Linked DNA regions of Mus musculus: region 2 is linked to region 1. The links are chromatin contacts, called in public targeted proximity ligation maps. All regions are on one chromosome and are shown on one strand. The core of a region is the stretch at or near the end of the contact, and the rest is flanking DNA. Distances in the headings are between cores, read along the strand shown. Region 1 overlaps Fbxo32 (F-box protein 32). Region 2 overlaps Anxa13 (annexin A13).

Region 1 (6,158 bases), core at 1,423-3,922:
TGCCTCAGTTCCCCTATGTCTGAAATGACTCAGCTGACCCAGAGGTCTTAAGGTCCCCTCCAGTTCAAACAGTCTATGCCTGGATTCTGCTTTGCACACAGCTCCATTTCCTGGGGCTATAGAAACTCCACCATGAAGGGCAGGGTTTGTGTCCTCATTGAGAAGCCAGTCAAACTTGAAGCAGGGAAAACATATGACCCTAAAGAAATGACAAGGGGCAGTGTGCTTGGTCTTTGCCAAGGGCATGGATGGCACATCTTTTCTGAGCTGGAAGCAGGTACTCCTGACTTCAGCCGCCATGACTCACTTCTCTAGGCTTATACTCCTTTAAACCTAGTGACATGCTACGTGATGAGACAACCCACCTGCCTATTCCCACACCTAGGAAAAGGGCTGAGGTGTGTGTGGGGTGCTCACCTTTCAGTACCACTTTTTCCAAAATGTTCATGAAGTTCTTTTGGGCGATGCCACTCAGGGATGTGAGCTGTGACTTTGCTATCAGCTCCAACAGCTGTGGATAAAAATAGAAGTTGCCAGGCTTAGACTACAGAGATTTCTTTTTTTTTTTTAAACCTAATCTTCACTTTTGAGTCACATGACATGCAGATACAGACAGATGGGGGTGGGGAGGAGAAAGAGAGAGAGAGAGAGAGAGAGAGAGAAAGAGAGAGAGAGAGAGAGAGAGAGAGAGAGAGAGAGAGAGAGAGAGAGAGGCCACTAGGCAATAAAAGGCAGATGCTCAGAGAGGCAATAAAAGGCAGATGCTCAGAGTGAAAGACAAATGGGGGTAATTCAAAACCAGGAGTCAGGCTGAATATTTAATTGCTTTCCTTTTTTTCTTCTATATATAAAGGGTTTGGGCTTCAGCCAGGGCTGATCCATTGTATTTGGCCCACTTCAGAAAGGAGAGCTGACACTATTCCAAAGGGAACAGAACCTCTCATGACCTGTGAACACCAGAGCTCTGCATAATCACCCCAAGGGGATCTGTTCTTGTCCTGACCTGAACCTCTGTCCACTGGCACCGACTGCTCTCAGGACACATTCGGGTTCATGTTTGGTGACCATGTGCATGTCCCAAGGAAGGGATGAGTCTTTTTTAGACAGTACCTGCTTCTCATGTTCAAGAAACTTGCCTGATTAGTAGACTCCTTTGCTGCAGGTACCTTTTTTTTTTAATAGAAAGATGCTAAGGAAGAGAAACAGGGTGTATAGTGAGTCTACCTCTCTCTCCTCAGAGGCTCAAAGGAGAATCCTAGTATCTGTCAGCTTTGATACAATTCTTTTGAAAGCTTTATGTGTGTCAGTATACCACGTTTGTGCCTTGTGCTAATGGAGGCCAAAAGAGGACATTGGATCCCCTGGAACTGGAGTTACAGACAGTTGTGAGCCACCGTATGGATGTCAGAACTAAGCCTGGGTCCTCTAGAAGCAGCAAGTACTCTTACTGGCTAAGTTATCTCAACCAGCCCATGCAATAGAGTCTTGATTTGATAAATTCTTAGCTCTGTGATTAAGGGCATGCCACTAAATGCATTTTGCTATCTGGGTTCTTCATTTCTATGAATAATATTCAGGGTCTTTGAGGTGGTGAGCTTTCAATGAAAGAGTATGCACAGAACCCCTACCCAAGGGCCTGGTGTTAATTAGATGCCAGGTAAGTTTGGTTTGTTTGACAAGGGCCTATGCTAATTTCTACTACTTCCATTATTGCCAAACAAAAAGAAAAGAAATTATAATACCGTATTGGTATTATGTATATACTATATTGGATACTGGAATCAAGGCAGAAGAGGGAAGAAACAGAACAATCTAAAACTCTGCACTACAAAACCACAACTGAATGGGAACATAAGAACTGAACACAAAAGCCGGATTTCAGGGGATTCGCTTTGGACCCATGCCCTACATCAGCGGTTCTCAACCCATGGGTGATGACCCTGTGGCAACCCTCTATCTCCAAAAATGTTTACATTACAATTCATAACAGTAACAAAATTACAGTTAGGAAGTAGCAACGAAAATAATTCTATGGGTTGAGGGTCACCACAAGATGAGGAATTGTATTAAAGGTTTGCAGCATTATGAGGGTGGAGAACCATGGCCCTAGGTGGTTTAGAGCACCTCCGTGTCCCAGGCCCTTATTTAAAACATTTGTCCTTATTGAGCCCTTTGGGCCCTTGTCAAACACAGACAGACCTAGTTCCTGGAACATAATTTTACTTTAAATTGGAAACAAAAAGTTCTAAGCCTTGAATGCCCTCATGCTAGATGTGGTATCTTTTACATGGGCATGGGGTGGTGTGTCCTCCTGACTTGGAGGACGAGGAGGAGGAGGAGGAGGAGACACTGCTGTATTGTGCTTAGTGCTGGAGACCTAAACTTAGAAGTCAGGAGCTGACAAGAGTGATGCTGACAGGGTAGACATCAAAACACGCCCGGGGATGTGGGGTGGGTGGGGTGGGGGAGGCTCTGTCCATGCATAGTGACCGCAGGGCTCTGTGCCCGCCTAGTTCAGTTCTGCCACCAATCAGCACATGACAGTGGAAAAAGAACACGAACCTTTCATTTTCTCCCTGAGCAACAGCAGCAGGCTCTAGAAGGCCAGGCCAATGGTTTATTAATGCCCAGAGCCTCACATGACTAGCATAAAGCGAGATGAAAGAAAACAAAAGCCTGGCAGTCTGGAGCCTACTCCTGCAGGGCAGGCGGCTGAGCACCATGACTCATCCTTGGGTAGGAGCTGAGGCAGGGGCCAGCCTTCGATCAGCCAGAAATGCATCTAAAACGTGGGTGCCATGTGACCACTGCTCCCCAGAGTGTCAGTCTTAATCCCATCTCAAAGGGCACCCATCACAAGGGAAAAAAAAAAAAAGATAAAAAGCCTCTGCAACAGGCCCTGACTGTGCATCAAAGAAAGCTCTGCGGGCTCTGTTTAGGAGCAGCAAAGAGCTCTTTGGGCTGAACTTATTATCTTCGTTACCTGAGGAGGGAGAGGGATAGAGCAGCACACTGGCAAGTGACAGGAGGGTGACATGTAATCTCATCTCTGTTTCACCCTATCTTCAGGGAAAGTCCCCGCTTTCATTGCTAGGCAGCTGTGGGGCCCTGGAACAGGAGAATCGGATTCTCTGTCTGGGTGACCTTTACAACCGTCATTCATTTAGCAAGAATCTCTGTGTCCACTCTGTTGTAGCACTGAGACAGATGACAGGGAAGGGCAGAGCGCGCGATCCCCAGACTCATGGAGTTTACTGTCTAGTCATCTAGCTTGTTGTGGGGTTTCTAAATGTCAATAAAAAGGCTACCTACAGGAAATACAAACCAAACCAGCGACAACAAAAGACTACCTCTAGGACTGTAATGAGAATCAAGTGAGATATTGAGAAAACCAAAACTTACTGTTGCAAACATAAAGTGTTATGATCACTATTAAAATTACTCTTCTCCCCGGTGCCAGTCTCTTAAAGAAGTTTAAGGTTGACAGCTGGAGTAGGCAAACTTTCTACAGGGCCAAATAGGAACTGGGTTTTTGATTTTTTTTTTTTTTTTTTGTTTTGAGGCAGGGTTTCTCTGTGTAATAGCCCTGGATGTCCTGGAACTCACACTGTAGACCAGGCTGGCTCAAACTCAAAGAGATCCCCTTGCTTCTGCCTCCCCTGGGGCTAGGGTTAAAGGAATGCACCACCATACCTGGCCCCCAAGTAGTAACTGCTTCAAGGTTTGTGGGTCATACAGTCTTTACACTGAAAATGACCTGCTGTTGTAGCACAAAAGCAACCCTAGACAATATGAAAATCAATGTGTACACTTGTGTGTAACAATAAAACTTTATTTATAAAAATAAATGCAGGGCCAGATGTGGTCCTGGGGTCCCTTGCAATATATATCATAGAGAGTATAAGTGAAGGTCCCAGAGTCAAACTACTGGCTTCAGTTTTTCCTATCTATAAATTTTGTATAATGATACCACTTCCTTAAGAATTGTTGTGAAGATCAAATAGATCATCAAGCCCTCACAAAGTGCCAGGTACCAAGAACATACTTAGCGTTATCACAGTGTTTTATCATAATACAGAAAAGACAGCTAGGTAAAATTATTGCCAGGCAGAACATAGGGAAGTACTAAGGTAAAATATAGCTTGTTTAAAGACTATATTTCAACTGTATGTGTTGTCAACTGGATGCACTCAGACTTTAACATTCCTCTGACATCGCTATTATATTTGTGGTGCATTTAGTAGCTCTCTGTTGATACACGTCATGACTTGCAGAGATGCTTCAACCATGAAGCCGTATTTTGCTAAAAACGATGGATATTTACTGTGTGCAGAGATGGTGCCACACAGTTCATCTGTCTGGTCTCAATTTTCAATGGACAAAGAGGTTAAGTTTCCCATTTGACAAATGAAGACACTAAGGCTCAGAGCAGTTAAGCTGCAGCAGGAAATCAGTGAGTTAAGACTCAAGTTCAGATATGTCTAACTGAGAATACGTATTTGGAGGATCAATAATTTGCCACATAGGGCCAACTTTTATTCTAACAATTGCAGCAACGTCATGACTTATTATCATCTGCAAAGAATCTGGAAATCTTATATCAACAGTGTGCTATGACTGGTGACCAGCTTCCACGCTGAGGCGAAATAATGTCCAGAACAATATTATGAACATATTTAGGAAGAGGCAATGGTTTTGGGTTACCTAAGGAGTCTACCTCTTACTCCAATACAACTCTACTGCTAAGAACCAGCAGATAATGTCATGTGATATTAACGATGAAGGGCTGAATCTGTCTACCATTTCTGTTGCTAAGAGAGCTGTTTGCCCCAGAGAGTGGATTTGTATCCAGTAATTTGTTTACCAAGAGGACTGAGCCAACTACATCCTTTGCCCTTAGCCACAAGGAAAGGAGTAGAGGAAAATGTCTTGTTTGGAAGTAGCTGTTTGCTGCTGGGCAAATTTTAGCTCAGGTGCCAGTAATTTGTGGCTGTGCTGAAGGAGAGGCAGAGGTGTAGGGGAACAGGGAGTCATGCTCGAGGCTGCCCCTGGGGGCCATGGTGTCATTGTGAGTGGGCAGTGTGGGGATCTGCCATTGCGTGCAGGGTGTCACTGTGCAATGAAGGCATGAAGCTTTTCTACTGGAGGGAGGAGGTGGTGGCGACATGTCCAAACCACATCCTGCCCTTCAGCCCCGGCTCATGCTGGTTTTGGAGATGATGGATTTGGAGAAAAGTCTAGTTGCACGCTGTTACCCCAACAGCGAGCGAAACTATGTAGCAAATCTCGGGCATATCACGCAGAGTTTGGTGTGATGTTTGGAGAGTCACTCGGCAAAAGCAATTTCCCTCCTATCATTCTTTACTGAAAAACAGGTTTCCTCTGCAATTCATCTGTATAGCACTTACATTTATTAACACACACACACACACACACACACACACACACACACACACACACACACACATCATATGGGAGTAGACATGAAAGAATACCATGCGAGAGTTGGTTTGGTTCATTTTTACCTATATGTCGGCTCCCGAACTGGATTCATCAGGCTTGGTGACAAGTGCCTTACCAGCTGAACCATCTTGCTAGCCTAGCACTCATGTTTTAAACAATATGTCACTTCCCTACTCAAAATCCTCAGATGCCTTTCCTCTGCATGTGGGAAAATCCCCAGGTTCCTTTTCACCACTGACAAGGTCCCCCTGGACCTACGTCCTGCCCTTCTCCAGCCTTTTTGTACAGTGGCCCCTGAGTTCATTCTGTCCCTGCTGTACAGCCCACCTGCATTCCTTGGTCAGGTGAAGTTCCTTCCCAGTGGTGGGGTTTGTCTCTTGCATATCTTTACATGCTTGGCTCTATCTCATCCCCCAGGTCTTAGTTCAAATGATGCCCAGATGCAGCTCAGAGAAATCACCCCAAACAACTTACATGAAAAGCAACCCTCCTCACCCTTCACTGTTGCTTAATGCACAGCTTCCATGACCTTCACATAATTGCTGCTTGTCCAATCAGAAGCTCTCCCTCAAAACCCAGGGACCCAGGTTTACTATTTCACCCCTGCCTACTTCATGCCTGTCACTCCACATGTACTTGGATTAATACACACACACACACACACACACACACACACACACACACACACACACACA
Region 2 (6,158 bases), core at 1,831-4,330, 180 kb after region 1:
AGGATTTATGTAGGCAAGAAAGCCTGGACCTTCTCCAAAATGCTAAACACAGAGGGAAGACTTTTTACCATAGACTCTTATGGTGGAGTACAGTTAGAGTCTTTTCAAATGGGTGACATGGAACACCAAGGCATGGAAGTCATTAGAACTCCCATTGGAAAAGGACTTCCCAGGCCTGGGAGGTGACTCAGTGGGCAGATTGTGTCTGCCATCAAGCCTAATGGCTTGAGTTGGATCCCTGGGACTCATATGGTAAAAGATTCCCAGAAGTTGGCTTCTGAACTCTGCACGTGTCTCTGACCTCCATATGTATACCATGGCATATGAATGCGCACACACACACACACACACACACACACACACACACACACACCACAAAATAAATAAACAAATGATGTAATAAGAAAAAGAAAAGCAATTCCCTTTTAAGGTCCTTCTCAATTCTTCTGGTTGTCTTTGCCTGGTAACATGAGGGTTTCACACTTTTTAACCTACAGACCGGACATCATAAGCTGAGAGCCACCCCCTCCCATCATGTGTGCTTGGAAATAAAGTTGTGACACTCAGTCTACCCAGTTATGTCTGGTCCATGGCTACTTCTGTATGATAACAGGATGTAAGTAATTTCATACTGGCCCCCAAGGCCTCAGATATTTACCGTGTCAATTTCTATTCTGTCCATGCAAACTATTTTCCTCTCTCACTTTAAAATCCGAGAGCAGGTGCCAGGATCAGAGCCTTTAGCGGGCGACAGCAGACTTAGAATTTGATACTGTTTTCTGTTTTCACCTTCTTGCATATACACTGATACTAGTTCACCGTTCATGGTGCTAATCTGGAGTTTCCTCTTAAGATAAGTTCACTGATGCAAAAAAATATATATATAACCAAACAGATTTAAAGATGGTGATTAGAACAGTTAGAAGATCGGGTGACATGTGCATCCTGCCAACATCACAAAGGTTGTATTTAAGCTTGAACCTTAGGATGCTGTTTCTAATACTGTCCTTTCCCAGGTAAAGAAACTACAGTCTAGTGATTAAGTCACCTGCCTCTGGTCACCACTTACTCATGGAAGAGATCCCTGTCCCTGTTAGAATAATGATCTCCTGTCTCTAAGTAGCTAGTCATTTGTACACAAATTATTGCAGTTAAAGTTCATGGAATCAGAGCCAGAAAATATCCTCAGGACATCTCCACCGACACGGGTAGTAGAGACTGACAGACAACCTGAAACAATCGGGGCCATTTGCATTTTAAGCACATGTTGGTTTCATTAAGTTGATTGTTTCTTGGTCATGGTTTCCTATGGCTAATCAATCTGATGAAAAGCTTTGTTTTATTTAATAAAATGCACTTAAGTGTGTGGATGGCAAACACAAATGCTAAGACTACTAAATGGAAAGATATATATATATATATATTCATTCTGTTGGGCACATTTAAGTACAGTTTGAATCTTCCAGGAATATTTGGTATTCTACTCTGTGATTATAACTTTATTTCCACTGGGATTCTCATTGATCACACCAGCCAAGTGCAGAGCTTTCCCCAGTCTCGGTGCTCTTGCCATTGGTACCCATGACATTTATTATCTTGGGACGGATCAGAGAGTTCTGGGGAGTGGGTATGGCAGCCAGAGCTCTGTCCATGTAGGGGTGTTGGAAGTGTGACAGAGCCGTGTGTTGCCATGGCTCCGGCTTTCGGGATGCAGTTTTGAAGTGGCACTATGATTATTAAGTGATGATTTCCAGCATGTGTGTAAGTACATCATAGGTGACGCGGTCCTCCTATGACTCCAGGGCTGGAGCAATCCAAGGAGGTACATGAGCTGGAACTGGCAAGCTCCGGGTTTACTTGTGCCTCTACTGCACAGGGTGGAGAGCATTTGAGGAGAAGCCCTGATGTTAGCTCCAACCTCCACACACGTGCATGTACACACATATACCACACACACACACTACACACTCAAACACATGCAAAAGAGAAAGAAGAAAAGAAAAAGACATCCACTTGGATCAGAACCTGACATGCAGATTTACATATACTGACTGCTTTGATAAATGAGTAAAACTTATATTAGAAATAACCTTTCTTTTACATCTATTCTATATGTTGGTACCATTTTTTTTAATTGATTTTTTTTTTTTTGAGACAGAGCCTCTCTGTGTAGTTGGCTGTCCTAAAAATCACCATGTAGACCAGGCTGGCCTCAAACTCACAAATCCTCCTGTCTCTGCCTTCTGGTTGCTGGGATTAAATGGGTGCATTTTTGGTACCTTTTAATGCCAATTGGCATAGTTAGGATATTTTCTATAGAGACAAGTGTTCTTAGGTTGTATGTGTTGATGTGACATTTATCTATCAAAGGTGACTGTGGACTCAGCCAGAGGCAAGGAAGCCTGACCTAAGACTTCAACAGCCAGCACCTTGAAGCGGTAGGTATTGTTCACTGTCCCTGAGGTGGCAGTAAATATTCAGATGTGTGGCCACTGAGCAGGGATATAGCCAGGCAGCCTTCAGTGGGTTCCAGCCAAGCAGAAGAGGTGTGTAAATGACTCATGAGTGATCACAGCAGTATCTTTCCCTACAGTGTCACTCTTCTCAGGACACCTATAGCCTAGCAGTCAGCTATGTCACTGGCTGTGCAGGGAGGTCTCCCTCCCCTGGCCACCATAAATCACTAACACAGAAAAACTGCTGCCTCTCAGGGCTGCTGATGCCCTCCTCAGGAGGCCAAGGGTCAATGTGAAGGGGGAAGGCAACAGATGAGACGTAGGTGCAGGTCTGGAGAGCTGAAGGCTTTATGGGGACATCTGCCCATGGTCTCGCTCTCCCATAGGTGTGTGATAAATGCACTGGATCTTAACTAACCAGGAGTGATTTCTCCTTCTGGGAAATATTGCCTGGAAACATTTACTCTTATAGCCAAGGATAGAAGCCATGGATTACTAAACACCCTTCAGCACATAGAAAACCCCTCATGACAAAGCGCTACCTGAGCCCTAATGTCAATAGTACCAAGGCCCTACGTGCCCAGGGTCTAGACAGCCTGTGCATTTCATGATGTCGTCAACACATTCCTTTAGAAGGTGGTGTGAGGCTGAGTTTCTAGTGGTGAGCCGGCGCGTGGGTTCTGACCAAGGCAAAGATCTCCAGGCACTAAAAGAAATAACTGGGCTTCCATAAAAGGGAGGATTAAAAGCAGGCTGTGCCTTTCTGAGCATAAATCTGAACGATGAGTAATAGGATACAGTAATGTGGAAATAAAAAAAAAATGGAGCTGAGTACAGACCCTGAGCGAGAAGCTGAGTGAGATAGAACCTGTTGCCTCCGGTTCTGTTGTCTGCATCCTGACATTGAGGACACCACAGCCGGCATGGCAGGGTGTCACAGCTATGTGACAGCTCTCATTTGGCCCATATTAGGGTCTTTTAGTGCTATGTTGGGCCCAAGAACATGGAGTGTCTAATTTAATACAATGGTTCTCAACCTTCTTAATGCTGCAAACCTTTATTACAGTTCTTCAGCTTATGGTGACCCCCAACCATAAAGTTATCCTTGTTGGGGGCTGGTGAGATGAATCAGCAGTTAAGAACACTGACTGCTCTTCCAGAGGTCTTGAGTTCAGTTCCCAGCAACCACATGGCGGCTCACAACCATCTATAATGGGATCCAAGGCCCTCTTCTGGTGTGTCTGAAGACAGCTACTGTGTACACATATACATAAAATAATTAATTCTTTAAAAAGTTATTTTTATTGCTGCTCCATAACCGTGATTTTGCTACTGTTATGAATTGTAGTGTAAATATCTAGGTTTTCCAGTGGTCTTAGGTGACTCTGTGAAAAGGTCACTCGACCCCCCCAAGGGGTCGAGACCCACAGGTTGAGAACTGCTGGTCTGTTAAAAAAGGGAAATAGCATTAATTATCGGGAAACAAAATTTGTGTTATAGAGAAAATGAAAGTTCTAGTCAAGGGTTGTCCACAGAGTGCTCTGGTAGCCAGAGACCTTGGAAGAGCATGAAGCTTCCAGGTATCCAGTTACCACTGTACTGCACCAAGCATTGAGGGCATGGTGGCTGCTGGGAGATGAAGGGAATTTCTCAGTGGTGACAGCAGCCATGTCTTCAGGGCGTTAAGACAAATGAAGCATGTTTTCATTAGAAAAGAATGATCCATTTCCTTCTTATATTGCCAAAGGCTGTCTTTAGCCAAGTCACCCAGGGTGAAAACTTGGGATTCATTTCCTATCAGAATATGTATGTATGTATGTATGTATGTATGTATGTATGTATGTATGTATGTATATGGTGTATTCTAGAAATCTCCAGGATCAAAGATAAGTGAGCAGACAGAATTGAAGAAAGAAAATACTGGGGCCGGGTCAAATGATTGTGGTGTCTGTTACACATGCTGTACAGTGAGACCTAAACAACAGAGTGTGGACATGTTCGGATTCGCTAGAAAGGAAGCAAGGCGAAACATCTGAATGCTCTTCAGCGAAACAATGAGAGTTATTCTTCCCCTGGTAAGAGACTTTAATGTGCATTGGCTCCAAGCCTAGTAATTCTTTTCTTTAAAATTCCCCTTTGTGTTTTTAACCACCCCCGACACTATAACTACCCAGATTCCACTCCCGTGTCTGTTCTTCAAGTCTTTATTATCCCCTAGTCATCTGAAAGTTACTATGAGTGATGGGGGGCATCAGACATGATATCAGTGAAAACCACAGTTTGAAGAAATCAGCGACGGTAAGGCAATGGCTCTGTTCCCAAAGGCTCAGTAAGCACTCCTGGGCACTGAACTCTCTCTCCATCCCTCTCTGGTATTTTATACATGAATGGTGAAAGAAGATAACGTACAGCCTTTGGGTCCATTGGCTTTGCTTCTTCAGATTCAAGCAACCACAGATAACTAACTATCTGGAAAATAATTGCATCTGTCCAGCACATGTAGAGTTTTTTTTTAATCATCTTTCATTTGGGAACAGTAGAGTGAAATATCCATTTACATTGCATATATAATGCAGTGCTATAGAGCCACTAGTCTAGACATGATTTAGTGTCTAGGATGTGCATATGTTACATAAAAAATGTTAAGCAGTTTTATATGAAGGACTTGGGAGCCTGTATATTTTGATCCTGATCTGTGTCTCTGTCTCTCTGTCTCTATCTCTCTGTGTCTTTCTGTCTCTCTGTCTCTGTCTCTTTCTGTCTCTGTCTGTCTGACTCTCTCTCTCTCTCTCTCTCTCTGTGTGTGTGTGTGTGTATGTACGTATGTATGTATGTGTTAGAGCCAATATTCATGATCTCTAGGAGCAGACCCTGTTTGCCTAGGTTGGAGCTGTATGGCCAGGCCTCCTTTCACCAGCTTGCTTTGTCTGTCATCACACCATTTCCAACAGCTTGGAATCACCTCTTCTTCTGACCCAACATTTGCCCCCTGTGTAAATGGAAGATTTACTTTGTCCCAGGGACAAAGGACGACTCACAGCTCTCCAGTCTCCCTTTACCCACCAGTCTGCCTCATGAGACAGGCTGCTTGGAACTTTTCTAGAAGATTTTCCTCATGTGGGAGAGGGCTACACGAGAAGAAAGGCATATTTTCCTCTCTCCTCTTCCTTCTTGCTTGTGGCTTTGACCATGTCTGTCGTGAGTCTCTTTTGTGTCATGAGGAGGTGTACATATGTAGGTATATATATATGTGGTGGTTTGAGTATGCTTGGCCCAAGGAGTGGCACTATTTGGAGGTATGGCTATGTTGGAGTAGGTGTGGCCTTGTTGGAATAGGTGTGTCACTGTGGGTGTGGGCTTTAAGACCCTCATCCTAGCTTCCTGGAGGCCAGTCTTCTCCTAGCAGCTTCCAGATGAAGGTGTAGAACTCTCAGCTCCTCCTGCACCATGGATGCTGTGATGCTCCCACCTTGATTATAATGGACTGAACCTCTGCATCTGTAAACCAGCCCCAATTAAATGATGTCCTTATAAGAGTTGGCTTGGTCATGGTGTTTTTTTCACAGCAATGCAAACCCTAACTAAGACAGTAGTGCTGTTGGCAGATGCTTGGGGGTGTGGCCTTGATGGAGGAGGTACATCAACAAGGGCATGCTTTGAAAGTTTAAAGTGTGGCCATTCCCAGTTCACTTTATCTGTGTT

Evidence for each region.
Region 2: a targeted proximity ligation map of embryonic fibroblasts shows a contact between it and region 1, with 13 read pairs. A contact is called at or near these places in 1 of 39 promoter capture datasets (liver), 4 of 484 Hi-C or Micro-C datasets (bone marrow-derived macrophages, embryonic fibroblasts, embryonic stem cells and 1 more) and 8 of 130 datasets of targeted methods (the NIH/3T3 cell line, SST interneurons, bone marrow-derived dendritic cells and 4 more).

The regions. Positions count from the first base shown.
Region 1 is chr15:58,191,854-58,198,011 of GRCm38.p6, forward strand. It overlaps Fbxo32 (F-box protein 32), which reads right to left. Exons shown (of 9, transcript NM_026346.3): 5 at 418-511. Among named protein-coding and RNA genes, the nearest start is that of Fbxo32, 20 kb to the right of the region's middle.
Region 2 is chr15:58,376,066-58,382,223 of GRCm38.p6, forward strand. The region is part of intron 1 of Anxa13 (annexin A13); the gene reads right to left. Among named protein-coding and RNA genes, the nearest start is that of Anxa13, 10 kb to the right of the region's middle.